Linked DNA regions of Oryctolagus cuniculus: region 2 is linked to region 1. Evidence: chromatin contacts called from public Micro-C data. All regions are on one chromosome and are shown on one strand. The core of a region is the stretch at or near the end of the contact, and the rest is flanking DNA. Distances in the headings are between cores, read along the strand shown. Region 1 holds the start of ANKRD23 (ankyrin repeat domain 23). Region 2 has its middle 18 kb from the start of ARID5A.

Region 1 (5,143 bases), core at 2,182-4,681:
CTCTGCACTGCCTGGGCTGCAGCCTTCCGCGAGGAAGCCCCCCCTGGCCACCCGCCACAGGAAACGCTTCCTCGGGCCTGCAGCCCCACGTTGTCACTCACCTTAACCACGGGCTCAGGTTCCCTGGGGGGGACTCTGCGTCTCAGTCGCTTCTCTCTCCGTCTTTGAACCAAGTGTTCCAGGTCAGCCAGCGTCTCCAGATGGACTCTGGAGCTGTTAAATCTTTCAAGCTGAGAAGGCGCAGCGAGTGGACGGAAGACAGGAGCAGGCCAGACGTCAGCCAGAGGTTGGAGCAGGGCGGGGCCCCTGGGGCGGCCGCCCCACTCCCACCCAGCGCTCACCTTCACCTTCTTCTCCTCTTCCACTCTCAGCTTCTCCCGGGCCATGGCCTCCTGGGGCCCCAGCCTCCAGTCACAGGGCCAGCCTCCGGGGTCGGGGACTCCATGTCCGATTCCCAACGCTTTCCTCCCAACTCCTCCTCCACTTACCTGCAGGAACAGGCAGAGGACAAGCAATCAGAAAACAGGGTTGTACAGTGCCAGGGAGACGGCTGGCGAGGGCTGTGGACGGGGTGAGTTTTGGGGACTGGAGAGGCTGCCTCCCATCCGCGGTGACGTCCTGGGGGATGAGTGACCTCTGCCTGCCCTGCTCTGTCAGCAGGACCCAGGGGTGAGGCGAGCCCGCATCCATCCATACCGCTGGCCAGGGCCCAGGCACCCTTGAGCCAGATGACCGCTTAGCTTCCCTCCTGGGCTGCTGCCTTAGATTCCTACCGGATCACGCCATGCTGCCTTGCGGTACAAGCTCAGAGGGACTGAGACACACGCCCTGGGGGAATTCAACTCCGCTTGCTGGGAAACTGTCTCCATAAAACGGGCTCCAACCTGCACTTAACCTAAAGGAGCTGGGGCGGTTACGGGAGTTACTGGTCTCGTGCTTGGGAGTGAGTCCTCCCCTCACAGCTGGGGAGCACTGAGGACCGAGCCTGTGGGGAGAACAGGCTGGAATGATAGGATGACGGGGCTGGGGCTCCCGGCCAGACAGAACCAGATTCCCTTCTAAAGCAACGCTGCCCAGGCCCCACTGCTGGTGGGCAACGTGACATCCTCTAGGTCCCCAACACTGACAAAGCCCAAAGCACCCCTGGGGCAAGGATGCCCTTCTCCCTGCCCCCACCCAGGCCCTCCAGAGCAGTGGCCACCCTCGTGCTCCCCGGAGTCTGCCGCCTCCCTTCCCTGTCACGATCCAGGGCGGGGCTCGGTGCACACCAGGACTCTCACGGCCACCACACCCAGCTTCTTCCTTGCCTGCCAGCAGCTCATGCAGAACCAGGCACAGAGCAGACGGGAGCTGCCCACCTCCTGGTGCCTCCGCCCTGACCCTCAGACCCCAGTGAGCAGCTGCCTGCCCGCCACCCGATAGCCAGGGACCTGCCGGGGGGCGCCCCCTGTCCTCACCAACTGCTGAATGCTGATGAAGTCCATGGTCCCCCCGCTCTCCGCACCCCCAGTGAGAGCCCGGGCGCTGCCCTCTTATAGCTCGGCCTCCTCCTGGGGGCGGGTGGGGGCAGGGAAGGACAGATGACTCTGGGGTTCTGTCACATCGACCAAAATACCAGCCTGGGAAAGCAGCCCGCGAGGCAGACAGGGAGCCGCCGCCTTCCACACGCCCTCGCCTGCACCTCTGCCATACCCCACTCCGCTCGGAGCCGCTGAGCCACCGAGCACGCGGCCCAGCCACGAGCCCGTGCTCAAGGGGACACCTTTCCCACCTTGCTGCGTTCGCACCCGCCAGGGAAGAGACCAGTTTGGGCTTCCATGTTGTTGGAAGTCTGGCTGCCTGGGAAACTTCCAAGACCCGGCCCAGTGACCTTGGCACAAGCTGGCCAGAATCCTGCAGGGAAGAGCTGGCCTCTACATGACAATGCACAAACAGCTCTGTGTGATCTCAAGGCTGCCCCCATCCCTCCTGCCTCCCATGCCGGCAGCCCGAGTTACGCTGTGCCAGCCACTGTGGGGGGGCTGGGCCTCGCAAATGTCTCCCATGCTCCCTGTGGGTCCCCACCAGACACCCCCAGCCATGAGTGCACCCTCCACAGGGAAGGGGGGCTGCGGTCGGCCCCGGGTCCCAGGATGTAGCAGGAACCATGAAACCAGCCCCAGAGCAGTCTGTCTCAGGCCACCGTAAGCAAAAGTCCTGGATCTCAGGCCCATCGCCCAGCGGTGACCTTTGCGAGGAAACCTGAGAGCCAGTAAATAAGATTCCAGAGCCCAGCGGCCGCCATCGCCAGACAGCAGGGAGCGCCGGGGTCAGCAAGGGCCAAAGGCCAGCAGCTCTGGCCGTGAAGTCCAGAAGCTCACACAACAGAACCCGAGACAGTGAAGAAACTAAGCTCTGGGGTTTCAGGGGATTTTTTTTTCCGACAGAACTCTTTGGCTACAAGAGGAAAGACTCACCCAGACTAGAACGAGGACAAGTGGACAAGAAAAAGTCAGACTTCAGCCTGTGCGCCTCGGCCTCTGAGCACAGGGGCATTGCAATCAGCAGGCTCCACCCCAGACACTCAGCAAAAAAGCACTCGCCCTGCCAGGGCTAGCGCTGATTTTAAAAAGTCTTCCTAATTAAAAACCCAAAAGTAAACAGGAAGTCCAGGGCCTGCCGGCCCAGGGGAAAGCCCGCGTGGGTGCCGGGAGAAGGCACGCGCTCCCTGCTCTCCTGGCTCTCCTCCGCCCAGCTGCAGCTCCAGACGCACGCACCCTTTGCTGGAAGCGGCCTCGGGCCCCTAGCCCAGGCAGCACCGCCTCTGCGGGGGGCCCCCCAGGCTGAGTGCCTGCACGTGAACCTCCCTGCAGCCACGGGGGAGCAGTCCAGAAGCGCCAGATTCCTGGCTCTGCTCATTTAAATACATGTGGCCAGACTGCCACCTACCGTGACTGTACCGGTTTCCGTGGCCAGACACCAACAGAGTTAAGTGACAGCATGACAGAAGAAATTTGAAACGAATGGACATAAATGTACGTGTAAAACAGAGGATCGATATGCCGAATATAAACGGCTTTTCTGGGTCAAGAAAAGAAATCGACACGGGCGGGAAGCAGTATTCCCCTCACTGTAACTCGCCCGCAGACTAAAGCAGCAGCGCCCTCTGCCGGTCACAGGCCGGAAGGAGTGGGTTCCGACCCTGCCAGCACTGAGCACGTCTGGAGCAGGAACTAAGCAAAGCACTCGCCACGGAGCTCCCCTCCCCCAGTCCCCACGGTGGCCCTGGGGCGGGCCCCCTGTAACCACTCTCACCTCGGACCAGCCACCGGGGGACCGACGGAGCAGGGGCAGCTCTCGCCACGGGCGCCGCACTTGTGTGCTCTGATTTTTGGTCGTTCATCTTGAGGTTTATCTTTGTGGGCGGAGGTAGGGATTTGACTTTATTGGTTTTTCCAAATGGATGGACGTTCCCACAGGACCTGATTCAGAACATGATCGCCTGTCCGGGCGCAGGCACGTCCCGCCCCACCAAACCTCCTCCCTCACATCCACGGAGGCCCGGCGGGGTTCTTCCGGGGTCTTCTGGCCTCAGTTTCCCTCCGCACAGCGTGCGGCAGGAGGGCGGCCTCTCTCTCAGGCGGCCAGCAGGTCCCGCAGGTCGCTGTGGCTGGGCAGCAGGTCGCAGGCCAGCCGCGCCTTCCGGTCGCGGACCGCCTTCAGGGCCGGGCTGTGCTGCAGCAGCAGGGAGCAGATGTCCACGTGGCCCTTCTCCGCAGCCTGGGGACAGACACACCCAGGTCAGGCTCACCCCTGCCAGACCCTGCCCCTTCTTGCTCCTCTGAGATCCTGAGGAAGCGGGCCAAGGCCGGCCTGAGGCGGTTTCCTCGAACTCCTTTAGAAACCCAGCGACTCTCCAGGAGGCGGTGGAGGGCCCAGGGCCCTCTGGCGGGAGCCCGTCTTTCTTTCTATGTCTCCACCCTGTGGCCACTGCTGGCTTGGGTCAGAGCCACACAAACAGCTCGGCCATTCAGCCATCACCTGCAGGGTGCTGGGCGCCACGGGCAGCCGCCAGACGAGCTCGGGTTCCCAGCCTTCTCTTCTCCTTTGAGACACGGATCCTCATTTGGGCATCACTTTAAGATTTGTTTATTTATTTGAAAGGCAAAGCTAAGAGCGGGGGAAGGGAGAGGGACTGCTCTTCTATCTGTTGGTTCACTCCCCAAGATGGCCACAATGGCCAGCAATGGGCCAGGCTGAAGCCAGGAGCTTCTTCCAGGTCTTCCACACTGGTGCAGGGGCCCAAGCACTGGAGCCATCTTCCACTGCTTTCCCAGGCCATAGCAGAGAGCTGGATTGGAAGTGGAGCAGTCGGGACTAGAACTGGCGCCCACATGGTGCCACAGCACCGGCCCCTGGGCAGCAATTCCTAAATGTCGCTAAAGGTAACCGAGGTAAGCGACTGTGTAGCTTACCTTTCCCGATACCTCTCGGAGGTGGGAATCGCCACTACTGCCCCAGACAGACTGCAGCGCACAGAAGCGAAGCAACTTGCCCGAGGTCCCCGAGCTGCCGTGGCAACGTGGGGATGCGAAGTCGGCCCTGCTGACGGCTGGGCTCTGTACCTTCCCCGCACCTCCCAGCAAACTGACGGACGCCAGGGGCCCGCACAGGGCGAGAAGCAGCCCCAGAATCCACCACGGGACCTCCGGAGCCCGAACCTTCACGCAGCAGGTCCTCCTGGTGAGCGCAGACCCGGCTGTGGCTTCTGTCTCGCTGCCTAGTTCAAGCAGCGGTCTGCTGTGAGCAGGGCGAGATGCGGCCCCAAGAATTCCTCACGGAAAGCAAAATACCAGGGGCCGCACTGTGGTGCAGCAGGCTAGGCTGCTGCCCGTGACGCCGGCACCCCACGTTGGAGTGCTGCTCCAAGTCCCAGCTGCTGCTCCTCCAATCCAGCTCCCTGCAATGTGCTTGGGAAGGCAGAGGAAGATGGCCTAAGTGCTAGGGCCCCTGCACCCATGTGGAGACTCAGACGGAGATCTTGGCTCCCGGCTTTGGCCTGGCCCAGCCCTGGCTGTTGCGGCCATTTGGGGAGTAAGCCACAGGGAGCTCTCTCTCTGTTTCTCCCTCTCTGTCACTCTGCCTTTTAAATAAACAGAATAAA
Region 2 (5,386 bases), core at 1,867-4,366, 260 kb before region 1:
TCTTGCTTCTCATATCCTTCCTTTAGGGGCGCCTGCCCACCCCTGACACGCTGCACTGGGCACCTACGCTTGGGGCATGAGCTGTGATTCAGGGCCGTCTGTGGGACCCCTTGTGGCCTTGGAGCTGCTGGCGGCAGTGGGAAGGGGCGACCACGCTGCTCTGCGTGCTCCCGGTGCCTTGTCTTGGTGACAGCTTCAAGGAGGCCATGCCCCAGGCGGCCGCCAAGTGCGTGTCCAGCAAGGACTCATGGACAATGGAATGAAAAGAGGTTTTTTTTTGGCGCAAGGAATTTGGAAATCCCCACTTGGTTTTTGAGAAGACGCGTCTTCCAGGGAATTCTAAGCGCTCTCATATCCTATGCCCCGGGCGCCCCAGCTGCTGTTTTAGGAAGTGAGCTGGATACAGCTGTGAACAGAGGCTCGAGAGCTTGCCCTCCTGGAGCTGGTCCTTGGGCCCCTGTACCCATGTGGGAGAATGGATGAAGCTCCTGGCTCCAGATTGACCATTGTGGGCATTTGGGGGGTGAACCAGTGTTGGAGGTCAACATGTGTTTGCATTTTAAAATTTTATTTGCAAGACAGAGAGATCTCCCTCCTGTCTGCTGGTTTATTTCCCAAATGCCAGCAACAGCTGGGGCTGGGCCAGGCCAAAACTAAGAGTTGGGAGCTTTATCTGGGTCTTCCAGGTGGGTAGCAGGGACCCAACCACTTGAGCCATCCTGTGCTGCCTCCCAGGATGGACATCAGCAGCAGGCTGAGTCTGGACTTGAACCCAGCCATCCTGATACGGGACATGGGCGATCCAAGCAGCATCAGACTCCTGTTTAACCATCTCCAAGCATACAATTCAGTGGCATTCAATGCATATTCACAATGTTAGGCAACCTCCCCACGACCCTTTTCCAGGTGCACGGTTTATTTATTTATTTATTTATTTATTTTTTTTGACAGCCAGAGTGGACAATGAGAAAGACAGAGAGAAAGGTCTTCCTTTGCCGTTGGTTCACCCTCCAATGGCCGCCGTGGCTGGTGCACCGCACTGCCAATGGCAGGAGCCAGGTACTTATCCTGGTCTCCCATGGGGTGCAGGGCCCAAGCACTTGGGCCATCCTCCACTGCACTCCCTGGCCACAGCAGAGGGCTGGCCTGGAAGAGGGGCAACCGGGACAGAATCCGGCGCCCCGACCAGGACTAGAACCCGGTGTGCCGGCGCCGCAAGGCAGAGGATTAGCCTGGTGAGCCGTGGCGCCGGCCAAAGGTGCATGGTTTAAAACAGAGTGGTCGGCAAGGCCCCCTGGAAGGTGGCGTTGAGCCGTGGCTGGGGGGAAGGCAGAGAGAACAGTGAGGATGGAGACCCAAGGTGGCCACCAGCAACCAGGCCCAGGGAACTGAAAGACTGGGAGGATGGTGGACAGAGGCGGCTCGGGCACGGTGGAATGAGATGTTCCCGGGAACTGGGGCAGCAGGCAGCTCATAGGTGGAGACAGAGGGACGGCAGTGTAGTCCGGGCGCAGGTCTGGCATGGATGGGCTGTGGAAGTCTCTGGCCCATGCTGCTTTTTTTGGTGCTCAGAGAGGGAGGTGGGGACTGGGGGGGGGGGGCTTGAGGAGGGAGCAGGGGGGAGCAGTGATGTCAGTGGAATGTGGCCACACACAGACGGTGCCCTGGGGTGTGCCAGCAGGTGCCACTTGAGGTTGGTGGCACGTGTTTCGGCGAGACCAGACCACCAGCTGGTGCAGAGCTGGAATAGGGGACAGCTGGATTCAGCCGGGGGAGTCTGATGAGGCAGAGAGCAGGGGCTGGGGGGCCCCGAAGTCACCACAAACAAGGACAGCAGCGGTGTTGGGCAAGCACAGGGGGCCAGGGCTGGGGTCTGCAGCAGGGACCCCCTCGGGGAAGTGTAGCCTCCAAGTGGCCCACGCTGGAGGGGGCTGCAGGGGCCCGATGTGGCAGGAACAGCTGGCAGAGAAGGTACTAGAAGGGCAGCTGAGAGCCCAGGAGGTAAGTAAGACCGTTCCACCGTTTCAGCAAGGGCAGAGGCTACCAATGATGATAGGCTTAAATATTTTTAATTTAGCTTCCCGCGTTTAAGAATTGGGTTACATATTAAAATTGGGACAGGGGAATTTTCTTTAAAAACTGGAATTTCTGGTACAGGGATCACTTCCTGGAGCTGAGCAATGGCTGCTGCCCCTGGGACAAGGTGCTTGTCTATTCCCCAAGGTCCTACGTGCCCTCTGGGCCCCAGGCCTGAGGGACCCGCCCTCTGCCTTGCCCGGGGCGCCACGGCGTCGCCCGGGTCCTGCCGGTACTCGGACGCTAGGCGGCGCTGCGGCTCTTTGCTATCGCCAGCTCGGCCCAGGCCGTCGCCTAAAGCGAAGGGCTCCGTGAACGTGGCAGCTGCAACAGGATGCAGTAGGGTCACTGCGAGGTGGGCTGTGCGCGGCACTGGGGCAGGCCCCTCGACAGTGCACTTGCGAAACGAGCGCGGTCACTTCCAGCGTCCGCGACTCAGAGAGAGCCGCCAGGTGTGACGCTGGCGAAGGGCAGGTGTTCCCCGAACACACCCCCAGTCCCGCCAGGCCCTGGAAGGCCGACTTCACCTGCCCGCAGGAGAAAAGGAGTTGCGGTGCTGGAGGGACAGCAGGGAGAACTGAACAGCCAGGCAGGGCAGGGACACCGCCCCCCACTCCGGCCCTCTCCTCACTCGGGCTCTGCCAGCCAGGCATCCTCTCTTGCCTTCTCTGCTTCCAACTGACACCATCCTGGTGGCTTGCACCAGCCCACCCCCCAGAGTCAGCAAGTGGCACTCTCAGGACCCCTCCCTAGTCGCTGTCCCTAAGGCCAGCACAGACATCCTGCAGCAGGCCATGGCCAGAGGACTTGGCTCTGTGAGAGAGAGTGTGTGTGTCTGGGTGCAACCAGGCACATCCAGGCCCTCAGCTGTTCTCTGGAAGTGAGTCATTGCGACCTAAAGCCCTGTGGGCATTTAGTGAAAGTGCTTTGTAAACTGAAGTTCCACCGAAGGTGAGTCATCCCCTTCCTCCCGCCCGCCCGTGGCCCTCCCGTGCCCTGCCTGCTACCTCACCCCCTTTGGCATTCCTGCCTGCCTGTGCTGACCACCACCCTCCTGCCCGGCTTCTGACTCACAGGCTCCCTGACCTCCGCGCATCCTGTCTGTGTCTGGGTCAAGAATTCCCCCCCAGGTACCAGTTCTGACTGTGGTTGTCTGCAGCTTTTGGATGGCTCAGTGTTGAGAGTGATGCAAGCGATTAGTAATGTCTGCCACGGCCACAGGAAGGGGTGTGGAGGCTCACCTGCCACATGGGTGCCCCCTCCATCTGCAGGCAGCGATGAGCTAACCAGCGCGTGATGACAACGGGCTGTCAAGCGCAGGTCCTTGACCTCACAGCCACCCCACAGCCCTCGCCTGTGAACAGGCTGGGGCTGGGCACCACATCTCTCGCCCACGAGCTGCCCAGTGGGATGCCTGAGCAGTAGGCAGGGAAGCAGCCTCTTGGGAGAAGTCCAGTTGGGCTGCTTCCTCCTCTCTCCCTCCCAGCCCCTGGGAAAGAAAGGAAGAGGAGAGGAGCGGGGAGAGGAGAGGAGAGGAAAAGCAGCTTGTACAGAGGCTGGGTGAAGGGGGTCACCTGTGCACTACACCAACAGTGTTGCAGTGAGCGCGGTGCTGCAGAGGCGGGGCTGGGGGCCGAGGGTGAGGATGAGCAGAAGACAAACCGGAAGAATCATGCCAGGGTTGGCCCACCCCCTGCATAAACCTAGCCCACGGCTCCCCACTGTCCTCACCTTAACAGCCCAATGTCTCCGCCTGGAAGCTTCTCACAGATTCCTGGCTCACCACTGCCCCCTGCCTCCTGTGGCCTCTGTCTGAGCAGAGCCCCGAGGCATCCTGGAAAACATTCTCTCCACTCTTCCTTCCAGCCGCACCCAGAGGGCTCTTCCTCCAGGAAGCCTTCGTGGCCTGGGTGCCCACCCCACGTGCTCCCACAGCACCCAGCACCATCTGAGACTCGCTCCTCCCACTGAAAGAGTGACAGAAAGAGGGAGCGAGCGAGCGAGAGCTTCCATGTGCTGGTTCACTCACCCCATCCAGGTCTCCCATGTGCATACAGGGGCCCAACCACCCGCGGCCCCATCGGCTGCCTTCCCAGGCGCATTAGCAGGATGCTGGATTGGAAGCGGCATAGCCAAGACTCAAACCAGCACTTGGATGTGGAACGCGGGAGCCCCAAGCAGCAGTTTACCTGCTGTGTCACAGCTCCCGTCCTGGCCTTCCCATTTTTTTTTTTTTTTTAATCCAAATTATCATGGTGCACGTGCCCCTTAGCCAAGAGTCAGAACACTCCCATGCATCCCCTGCGCCTGAGCAGTCCCTGGGGACTCCTGTGTGCTCAGGAGGTGTCCTGGGCTCCCTCCCACCCCGTGGACCTGGGTGCAGGTGGCCTTGGAGAGGAGCAGCCCTTCCTGCAGCTTTACCCACCTGACTGTGAGAAGGGACGGTGCTCACCCACTCTGCATGCACAACACCGCCTGTGCCTCCTGCTGTTTTTTTTTTTTATTTATTTTATTTATTTTTATTATTTATTTATTTGAAAGGCAGAGTTACAGAGAGGAAGAGGCAGAGATCTTCCATCTGCTGGTTCACTCCCTCAAATGGCCACAACGGCCAGGGCTGGGCCAGGCTGAAGCCAGGAGCCAGGAGCTTCTTCCACGTCCCCCAAGTGGGTGCAGGGGTCCAAGGACTTGGGTCATCTTCTGCTGCGTTCCCAGATGCACTAGCAGGGAGCTGGACTGGAAGTAGAGCAGCAGGGACTCCAGCTGGTTGCCCACACGGGATGCCTGCATCACAGGCAGTTTTAGCCAATGTGCCACAATGCTGGCCAGCCCCCAGAGGCTACAACTTCTGAAGCTTACTTCTGCCCAGAGCCAGACACCCATCAAAGCGGTTTGACTGACTTGTGTCGCCCCAGGAAAGAGGTGTTGAGGTCCTACCTCTTGAACTTCAGAACGGAGACTTACTGGGACCAGGGTTGTTGCAGGTGTAATTAGCTTAGACGAGGTCATGGTGGAGTAGGGCATCCTTGTAGGACAACCACGTGAGGCCGCAGACCCAGGGGACTGGAGTGACACAGCTACAGGCAAGGGAGTGCTGCGGGTTGCCAGCAAAACACCAGGAGGTAGGACGCAGCCAGGACAGACCCCTGCCAGGAGCATGGGCCCGGTGACATCCCGGTCTGGGCCCAGCCTCCGGGAGCAGGAGAGGATGAGCTCCGTTGTTTGTCTGAAACCACGGAGCTGGAGGTAATGGCGGCTCTGGGAGATGAACACAATGGTGTTCAGGGGACAATGTGTCTGCACGCAAACT

Evidence for each region. A called contact is a pair of places that touch in the nucleus more often than the background predicts.
Region 2: a contact with region 1 is called in a Micro-C map of ear pinna, with 14 times the contacts expected there. The contact joins the enhancer-like site here to the promoter of ANKRD23 in region 1. A contact is called at or near these places in 3 of 6 Hi-C or Micro-C datasets (ear pinna, psoas muscle and an unstated tissue).

What each region holds. Positions count from the first base shown.
Region 1 is chr2:110,883,845-110,888,987 of mOryCun1.1, reverse strand. ANKRD23 (ankyrin repeat domain 23) reads right to left here and starts at 3,431. Exons shown (of 9, transcript XM_070068768.1): 1 at 3,295-3,431; 2 at 342-488; 3 at 102-230. The coding sequence starts at 386. ANKRD39 (ankyrin repeat domain 39) reads right to left here. Exons shown (of 4, transcript XM_002710017.5): 4 at 3,396-3,759. The coding sequence ends at 3,616.
Region 2 is chr2:111,143,126-111,148,511 of mOryCun1.1, reverse strand. No RefSeq gene overlaps it. Among named protein-coding and RNA genes, the nearest start is that of ARID5A, 18 kb to the left of the region's middle. Within about 2 kb of position 3,116, at least 1 of the 8 cell types and tissues checked has an H3K27ac peak or open chromatin away from gene starts, as enhancers often do.